3 separate regions of the Mus musculus genome follow, and regions 1 and 2 are each linked to region 3. The links are chromatin contacts, called in public Hi-C and HiChIP or PLAC-seq maps. All regions are on one chromosome and are shown on one strand. The core of a region is the stretch at or near the end of the contact, and the rest is flanking DNA. Distances in the headings are between cores, read along the strand shown.

Region 1 (3,120 bases), core at 239-2,738, 620 kb after region 3:
CAAGCATTCGAGTGAGAATGAGAAGAGAATAAGTCAGTGAGAAGCTGCCCCTCAGGCCTCAGGGAAAGCTGAGGTGCTGTGCTTGCCTTGACAACATGTGCACTACAATCGGAAGGCTATAGAGAGGATTAGCTCAGCCCCTGTGCTGACACTGGCTCAGAGGATAAGGGCGCTTTCTCAGTTCCCAGACCCCACATGGTGGCGGTGGTGGTGGGGACTTGACTTTTACATGCTATGCTCTGACCTCCACATGTCATCACAGCATATGCACACTCACATACGTGAGTGCATTCACGTTTGCCTGTTCACAAACACACACTAAGGGTTGTTCATTTGTTTGTTCTTTTTTTTGGTTTTTCAAGACAGGGTTTCTCTGTATAGCCCTGACTATCCTGGAACTCACTTTGTAGACCAGGCTGGCTTCGAACTCAGAAATCCGCCTGCCTCTGCCTCCAGAGTGCAGGGATTAAAGATGTGCGCCACCACGCCCTTGCTCTTAAGCAGCTAACACTCTCACTTGAGACAAAGTTCCACAATCCAAAGAACTGAACCCAGAGCAACCTTCTGGAAACAAACTATGGTGTGACCTGGCAAGATAAGCAGAGGGGAAACAATGGAAAACTTCCTTTAAACAAACACAATGGCCATGGATTCTAAAAGGAAGCAGTGTTCCTGCTTTACCTGCAATGCAGGTCGGCACCTCCGAGATCCTCAGCGGACACCTCTTCACCTGTAGCTGCCTTCACCTACAAGGATAAAAGCCACGGTGAGCCTGGCTCTCGGATAACACTAACAAGCACATTGCTTAAGCTGACCACACCTACATTCTTCCTTCCACAAAGCTGAAGTTCACTGTGCTTTCCCATGCCGCCTCCAGGCAAAGCGAGAGATTATTATCCCCAGTTTACAGAAGGGAAACCTAAACCCAGACTCACTGAGAGCTGCCCACAACTCCTGTACAAATGATGGAGTCTTGGGACTCACCCTTCTCTTCATGATGCTGCCCAGGACACCTTAAACTCTTTGTGTACCGCCATCTCTTACTGTCTGGGATCCCTTTTTTCTTTCACCTACCTGGAGAGCTCCCTCTTGGCCTGCAGGAGTCCTCATGGTGGTGACACCCTATGGTATTAACCATGTAATGCTGGGCAAACTGAGGGTCCGAGAAGAGAATCTAATCTCACTTACACATCTGCATGCTATCTTCTGGTCTGTGTTTCAGTACTCTATGTATTTCTCTCATCAGCTCTACACTGTGGGGTCCTCAGGAGATTCATTCATCTTCAAATACTCAATAACCAGGGCTATAAAATCCAGTTATTTTATCTTTTAAAGTGGGAAAAAAAGATTACCTACATAAGTTACCCAAATCTAAGATCTGACAGGATGGAGCCAAGAAAAGGAAGAAAATCAAGCAATAAATCAAGAATGACTTAAGAAACTAAGAACTATAAGAAACCACAACATGAAAATGAAAGGAGAAGTCATTTAGAGCCAAATGCCAACTTCATCTTGTAGAAGCTGTTTGTTGATTCCTACTTATTGGGCTGACTAATCTGTTTCTTGAGATAAAAATAAAAAGATTTTATTAAAATAACAAGAATTAACCTAAGCTACAGCCCAGGGAAGCTATTCTTCACTGTATCAAAGGCTCTCTTTTTAAATAAAATATCTTTCCACAGAGAGAGGCAATTAAATTTTTCACCTCCAATTATCCCACCCTCAGAAGTTAATTACTGGTTCTCTTTCCCAAAAAAAAAAAAAAAAAAATCAGTGCAAAATGGCTTTCAGTCCAGATAATAACTAATTATAAGAGGTGTCTGAATATTTAAAGTCATAAAAAGAAATAAACAACAGATATACTATATTTATTCTCAGGAATCTGACTAATTTCCAGTGGGGAAAAATAGGCTTGTCATCAGTTCGTATTTGTTAAACGCCCACCACACGCTTGGTGCTGTGAAAGGTTCAGTGACACAAGTCAGGAACAATAAGAGGGTTCATTCTAGTAACAGCGAGTTGGGAAGGTAAAGGGGCCAGGAGAACAGAGTTCTTCCTCACCCTCTTCTTCTTAGTCATCTGCTTCAACCACACTAAGCTGCTTCAACTAACAGGACCTGAACTCCACCCTTCAAAGCCGCTCCCCAGATGCCTACAAACAAGGGTCAGGATACGGAATTCTCAGTGCCTGGCCCTTCAGATTCTTCCTCCCCTAAACATTCGTTTCTCCTGGACCACTGACAGAAGTTCCGATCGAGCGATCGATCGGGAGAACTCCAGGCCACTAAGTGACGGTGAATCTGAATCCGTGGGTAGAGCTCAGTGAACCCTTCTGAAACCCTGGATGCTGCAGCACCAGCACTGCAGGCCATAATTCCTCCCAACAGAAGTTTTCAAACATTGACGCACCTTTCCTGGTAAAGATGTGTGCCCTTCCTAATGCAAAGGTAACCGTGTGAGTACACTTTCCTCTCATGAGCTATTACAAACAGCATGGGGATATGATAACAGATAAGAAAGTTAACATTCAAAATAACATTGGAGTTATTACTACAGTTAAAGTAGCAGCTCCTTCTGGTCTACCTTATCTTCTTAGGAGAATCACTTGGGAGAACACTTACTTTGCATGAAAATGGGTTTCTACAAGTAACCAGCATGCCTTGGGGCCCACCATTGTAAAGCATACATTTCAAAGGCTTTTTTTTTTTTTTTTATAATAATGAGATTGTGCAGTCATCACTACTACCTAATTCCAGAACATTCCATGACTCTCAGAAGAAACTCCATTCAGCATTGGCTATTCCCCCTTCCTCCCTCCCCCTAGACCCTGGTAACCACTATTCTACTTTCTATTCCATGAATTTGGCACCCTTAAATATTTATGAAAGTGACATCACAGTTTTGTGTGTGTCTCACATATTTCCCATCCATGCAGTGAAGACCTATGTCTGAATAATGTTTTAGCACATGTATGTTATGGTTGTATAATTCCTTGGACTTTCTAGTAACTATTAGATTTGGGGGGGGGGGTTTCTGTACACGAGATATTCTGTAGCAAGGCACATGATTTCCTGCTTTGAGATCCAGGACCATAGGATGACCTTAGCATGTAAACAAGTG
Region 2 (2,854 bases), core at 44-2,543, 560 kb after region 3:
TTGGCTTGCCAGAAATTCCCATCATCCCCACATGTAAGTAAACGGTCAGGAATGGCTTTTCCAGGAGTGCCTATCATGTAGTGAAGCCATGCCTCCAAATAAAAGTAAGCCAGCAAATTCTGATGACTGGCTGTCTTCTACTTACTTGGAGCTACTCATTCTGTAGATGGTAAAACAGATCCTTTAAGCAACTGGATCCAGGTCTGAAGCAAACACAAAAAAATGGTTGGGTCTAGCTCATCTGAAAACCAAGTTGTTGTCTTTTCTGATTGTGTGTGGGGCAAGAGTATTGCATGTATGGGTATATATGTACTTGCTCGTGTGTGAGTAGGAGCACCTCTCTCTCTCTCTCTCCATATATGTGTGTGTGTGTGTGTGTGTGTGTGTGTGTCTGTGTCTGTGTCTGTGTCTGTGTCTGTGTCTGTCTGTGTCTGTGTCTGTGTCTGTGTCTGTGTCTGTGTCTGTGTCTGTGTCTGTGTCTGTGTCTGTGTCTGTGTCTGTGTCTGTGTCTGTGTCTGTGAGATCCTCAGGAGTCTCTTACTAGGAATTGGAGCTCAACAATCTGGCTAAACTAGTGAACACCACTAACCTTTCCCAGGGACAGGAACCAGGGAGAGGGGAGAAAGGGGGCAAGGAAGAAGGGGAGGGGGGTTTGTTCCAGAGTGAAACAAAGGACTGGCTCTACATAGAGAAGAGACAGACATGGCCCATAAGAAAATGGTGGTTTCTAGAAAGGTACAGGGGGAAACCTGGTGTTAGGATGAGGTGTTTAATCTTAATTGGGCATTAGGCATGTTAATTAGTTGAGCCAAGGGGGGCTTTTGATGGTTGGACTTTAATACTTCAATTGCCAGACCAGGGGAGTCAGCCTCAGGAGGAGGAATTGGCCAAATAAGGGAATAGACTTTGGCTAGCTTGGGAATGTGATCTAATGGTTTTTAGCAAGGTAGAGGGAATGGGCAGGAAAGGCACGGCTTGCCAGAGCCATACTCACCAAGCTCAGGACAGCTAGAGCCCCCTTCAAGTGCTGTAAAACAAAACAAAACAAAACTTCCTGGTGATCAAGAACCGCATTGATCCTTGGAATTCTAAGTTGTTCTCCAGGGTTTGGCAGGTTGCATTTCTCAGTGTGAACATCAACTTTCTGAGCATTCAACAGGTCTGGCTGTTTTAAGTGAAAGGTTTTCAGTTTTGGACTATGATCTGCCTGGTTGCCCATCAGAGATCAAGCTCCTGGATAGGCAGGAGAGCCCTTTCAAGGGCTACAGTTGGAGGAAGAAAAAAGATCACAGCCTGTGTGACATATACCCCGCCATGCCTGACTGAGGAGAGACGCCTGAGGAAACACAGCTGTGGACACCCACAGAGCTTTATGCTCAAATACAAATATCATTTTCTGCCATCTGCACCCTTGGCCATGGTGGCCCTGGTTGAAGGCATTGCTGGTAGACATGGCCTTTACCCGGTGCCCCGTCATGTGGGATAGACTGGTAAGTCTAGCTTTGCCCACGGCAGCCATCAGAGACCCACAATCTCTCCCAGCATGTGCTGATAAAATTTCTTAGCTGAGAATGAAAACAACAAGTAAACAAGGCTTCAAACGAAGCTGTCAAGTCGCTTCATTTCCTATTATGTGTTTTTATTTCTGAAGGAAGAATATGCACAGGACAGTACAGAGCTTCTAAACACCATTACTTGTTTCCTAAAAATTTTTCCAGTTTCTCACAGAAGAATTCTGACACTCTCAACGCATTTCAGAGGAAATCTGTTTTGTCCTCATCTACTCTCTCCCCACCTAGAACTCTGTAAACATACTTCTTAGCTCTGCAGGCCCAGATAGGAAAAGGGAGAAAGATTCATCGACATGTGAACATCAAGAGTGGGCTGGGAGGAAAACAGACAGTAGTGGCTCCTTGCAAAACCTCTGCAGCCCGCTGTCTGGTACCAAGGTCCGAAGCCAGGAGCACTATTTAGGGGGAACCCTAAAGTGGAAGATCCTAATTTGGCTGCAGAGTAAAGCTGCCTGGAACCTTTTTTAAAAAATAGCAATTTGGGCCTCATCCTTACAAATCCTGACCTACTTGGCGCAGGGTGGTAGCCAGGGAAGGGGTGGGGGTGCGGGGGGTAGTTGAAAGTTCCCTGGATGGAAGCTGGGAGGTTTGGATGGAAGCTGGGAGGTTTGTTTGTTTGTCTTGTTTGTGTTTTTGTTTGCTTTCTCGGTGAGCATGATCCTTCTGGGGCCTACCCAGGAAACGCTGGCTGGGCACTTGGGTCAGTTAGCTTCCTTTTAGCTTAGGGGTTACACACAAACTCAGATGCCTCCAAACACCAGCAAGGGCAGTGGAGGTGAGGGGGTCCAGAGCCAACAGAGAGAGCTAAGACTCAGACTATTCAAAAGATGACAGAAATTTGGATTTTCATACGAAGCTTTCCAGTTTTTAGAAGGTTGACATCAGATGTGATACCCTTTGAAAGTGCAGAGCAGAGCCTTGGTTCTCGGCGTTTCCATCACTGGGTCCCCGGGAGACCAAGGAAAACAGGCAAGAGCGAGGAATGAATGAACACATCTGCAAAGCTGGCCGTGGCATCTGGCAAACACTGTGCCCCACCAGCCCCAGAGCCACAGGGGAGGGGCCTTGGGACCAATTCTCAACTTCTCATCTGCATGGATCATTCATTGATCTTCCCCGAACTTTGGTTGCTGGGTGGGTGGAGTCACAGCCCCATGCCTGAGACAGGCAACTCGATTCTAGAAGTTTCACCACAACTACTTAGGGTCCTGGTACAAGGTCCAGAACTTTAGAGAATCCTCCTCCCCTCAAAACAGCAAAAGGAAGGGGATATCTAAACATCC
Region 3 (2,832 bases), core at 148-2,647:
TTGCATGTGATACAACTTCTCTGCCTTCTATCAGAAAGTGCCAGTTATCCAGTCATAGGTGAGAGTCACAGATAATCTACACATACGTAAAGATGCCCTTCAAATTCTGTTATTCTCCCCTTAGAAGCCATGTGCTAGGACAATCCAATAGTAATATAGCAAAGATTGTTCTCATGTGCCATACGTGAATTACCCATAGTGCTGTGAACATATACATAAAGGAAGGATGCATTCTGGGAAAGTTTATTGTTAAAAATTTTCCTAGGTGTGGAGGTATAGTTAGATTATTTACATGGACACAAGTCTAGAGGTCTTTGCCCTGGTTACACGAATAAACACATTGTCAAATGTACGTGTCAACTTGACACAGCTGGAGTTATCACAGAGAAAGGAGCTTCAGTTGAGGAAATGCCTCCATGAGATCCAACTGTACATTTTCTCAATTAGTGATCGAGGGGGAAAGGCCCCTTGTGGGTGGGACCATCTCTGGGCTGGTAGCCTTGGTTCTATAAGAGAGCAGGTTGAGCAAGCCAGGGGAAGCAAGCCAGTAAAGAACATTCCTCCATGGCCTCAGCATCAGCTCCTGCTTTCTGTCCTGCTTGAGTTCCAGTCCTGACTTCCTTGGTGATGAACAACAGTATGGAAGTATAAGCTGAATAAACCCTTTCTTCCCCAAGTGCTTCTTGGTCATGATGTTTATGCAGGAATAGAAACCCTGACTAAGACACCAAAGAATATGATGATAATCTGTGACTGGTAAATATCATGGGGAGCCTATTGTCTCTTCTCTGTTAAGACCAATGCTTGAGTAAATTAACCATTTACTGAACACATCGAGTCATTGCTGCCCCTCTGCCTCCAGTGAGAACTGGTTTCCTACTCTGTCTCCTCTCGTGCCTTCCCTGAGTAGCACGATATGAATTCTGCATCTGGGTGTGTGTCCCAATGCTACCACTTTCAGCTGTCGCTGTCCATGTCTATAGCTATAAATCAGGGATGGGTGATGTCTGCTCTAGTTCCTAAACATTCATCCTAGAAATATGCAGAGTGAATGAGTCCCTGGGTCCCTTGTGTATGTCCCTGTGTATGTTTGATGTGAAGTAAAGTTTGGAATTCAGACTGCCCGGAACTTTTCCATTGTGTAACAGGAAGTAACTGCTACCGCCTCTGTTTCATAGATGCACATTTTTGTGTATGGCATGACTGCGTTGGTAAGGGTTGAGCTCTGATTCTGAGCAGGGAGACTGCTGACTGCTCCAGGTGTTCCTGTGGCTGCATTTCCGTGGGTCGGACAGTAGATGGCAGTGTGGTCCTTGCGAGAAACACCCTTCCATCTGCGCTGGGGCGCAGGCCTATCGGGAAATGTGCGCTCATGTGGAGCGTCGTGATTGGACATCGCGCTGGGAGGGCCGTGAGGTGCTTGGGTCGGGTTCGCTGATTGGAGGAAGGAGGAGGGCCGATATGAGGCATTTGCTCCTGTGGTCCCCATTGGTGCCGCTGCGGGTGTGGCGTCCTTGGTTCCGCCCGCCGTCCCTGGGGAGGGCTGTTTCAAGGGTGCCTAGAGTCCTTGAACATTAAAATGCTACCCCCTATTTTCTTGAAAGCTACTTGTTGCATTGCTTTTGTGCGTTCAAAAAGATGCACAGATCATATGCAGTGAGTTACCAGAAAGTTAGCACACCTGCATAGGAGCTGGAGCATTCTAAACGCGTTGGAGACCGGGATGTGCCTAGCTTTCTTCAGACAGCCGAAATTCTGATTTGCAACACCAGAGGCTGCTTCATAAAAGCACTTTAGCACTTTACACGAGAAAGTGTAAAGCAGGAAAGTAGAGACTGCTGTAAAGAACCCCAGCACCCGCCATCTGCTTTCAGCTGTTATCAGCTTATGTCTGCTCCTCTTCCTAATCCTTTGGACTGTTTTGAAGCTCTCTCTCTCTCTCTCTCTGTGTGTTGTATATTTCAAAAAGATAAGATGTTTTTAAAGCCATTGTTATATATAAAGTAGTCGCATAAATATATGAAATAACCAGCTTCTGCCATTTTTGTTTTTTGAGACCAGGTCACACCTTGTAACCATTGCTAGTCAGGAGGGCCTTGAGCTCAGAGATCCACCTACCTCTGCCTCCCAAGCGCTGGGATTGAGTGTGTGCACCACCACGCCTGCCGGGTTTCTGGTATTTCTTATACACATATTTTTAATGCTCTAAATCTAATGCTCATATTTTTAATGCTCTAATCGAACAAGGACCCAACCGAATCACACAAATACAGTTGTACTTTCTTTTGACTCTTTAATAAATTTTTTTTTTGGGTATAAACATGGGGGTAAAGCAGATTCAACAGTTATTAGTTCGATTTCATCTATAGCCTATACCCCTCCATCAGACTGCTTTTTAAGTCAGTCTATCATCCAATCATTTTATAGCAATTTTGATATGGACCTCCAAAAGATGGCAATTTTTAAAGTAAGCTATAATGCCATCCTTAAACATTGCATGTTCACATTTTGTCATGTCTTAAATATGTTTTCTTCACTTACAGAGGACTTGCATGTCACACTCACATGTCACACTCGAGCAGACACCTTTTGTAGAGCATCTCACACTCTTGATTTGCAGGTTTCGTCTTTCTGCTGGTACTGGATGTGTCTGGTTTTCCATCTGTCCTAGCTGTAAAAAATAATTTGATGATTATTTTGTTTTTGTTTTGTTTTTTGTTTTTCGAGACAGGGTTTCTCTGTATAGCCCTGGCTGTCCTGGAACTCACTTTGTAGAGCAGGCTGGCCTCCAACTTAGAAATCCGCCTGCCTCTGCCTCCCAAGTGCTGGGAT

What was found. Hi-C and Micro-C count contacts between places; a contact is called where the count stands out from the background. HiChIP or PLAC-seq counts read pairs in DNA pulled down with a chosen protein or histone mark.
Region 1: a contact with region 3 is called in a Hi-C map of bone marrow-derived macrophages, with 4 times the contacts expected there. The contact joins two enhancer-like sites. A contact is called at or near these places in 11 of 39 promoter capture datasets (the 3T3-L1 cell line, the HPC-7 cell line, cranial neural crest and 7 more), 1 of 15 datasets of contacts at CTCF or cohesin (large pre-B cells), 11 of 484 Hi-C or Micro-C datasets (the 63-12 cell line, the Ba/F3 cell line, the N1E-115 cell line and 7 more), 14 of 115 datasets of contacts at active chromatin or transcription factors (the SCID.adh cell line, bone marrow-derived dendritic cells, bone marrow-derived macrophages and 11 more) and 3 of 9 other capture datasets (adipose tissue, embryonic stem cells and pancreatic islet).
Region 2: an H3K27ac HiChIP or PLAC-seq map of large pre-B cells shows a contact between it and region 3, with 4 times the contacts expected there. The contact joins two enhancer-like sites. A contact is called at or near these places in 18 of 39 promoter capture datasets (the 3T3-L1 cell line, 3T3-L1-derived adipocytes, the C10 cell line and 12 more) and 13 of 115 datasets of contacts at active chromatin or transcription factors (bone marrow-derived macrophages, embryonic basal ganglia, embryonic forebrain and 6 more).

Annotation. Positions count from the first base shown.
Region 1 is chr13:99,971,098-99,974,217 of GRCm38.p6, forward strand. It overlaps Mccc2 (methylcrotonoyl-Coenzyme A carboxylase 2 (beta)), which reads right to left. Exons shown (of 17, transcript NM_030026.2): 8 at 682-746. Among named protein-coding and RNA genes, the nearest start is that of Gm41039, 38 kb to the left of the region's middle. Within about 2 kb of position 1,489, at least 10 of the 459 cell types and tissues checked have an H3K27ac peak or open chromatin away from gene starts, as enhancers often do. A contact at or near this core is called in bone marrow-derived dendritic cells and bone marrow-derived macrophages, where this site is marked.
Region 2 is chr13:99,914,513-99,917,366 of GRCm38.p6, forward strand. No RefSeq gene overlaps it. Among named protein-coding and RNA genes, the nearest start is that of Cartpt, 15 kb to the left of the region's middle. Within about 2 kb of position 1,294, at least 9 of the 459 cell types and tissues checked have an H3K27ac peak or open chromatin away from gene starts, as enhancers often do.
Region 3 is chr13:99,351,929-99,354,760 of GRCm38.p6, forward strand. All of the region lies in intron 2 of Mrps27 (mitochondrial ribosomal protein S27), which reads left to right. Among named protein-coding and RNA genes, the nearest start is that of Mrps27, 8.6 kb to the left of the region's middle. Within about 2 kb of position 1,398, at least 317 of the 459 cell types and tissues checked have an H3K27ac peak or open chromatin away from gene starts, as enhancers often do. A contact at or near this core is called in bone marrow-derived dendritic cells and bone marrow-derived macrophages, where this site is marked.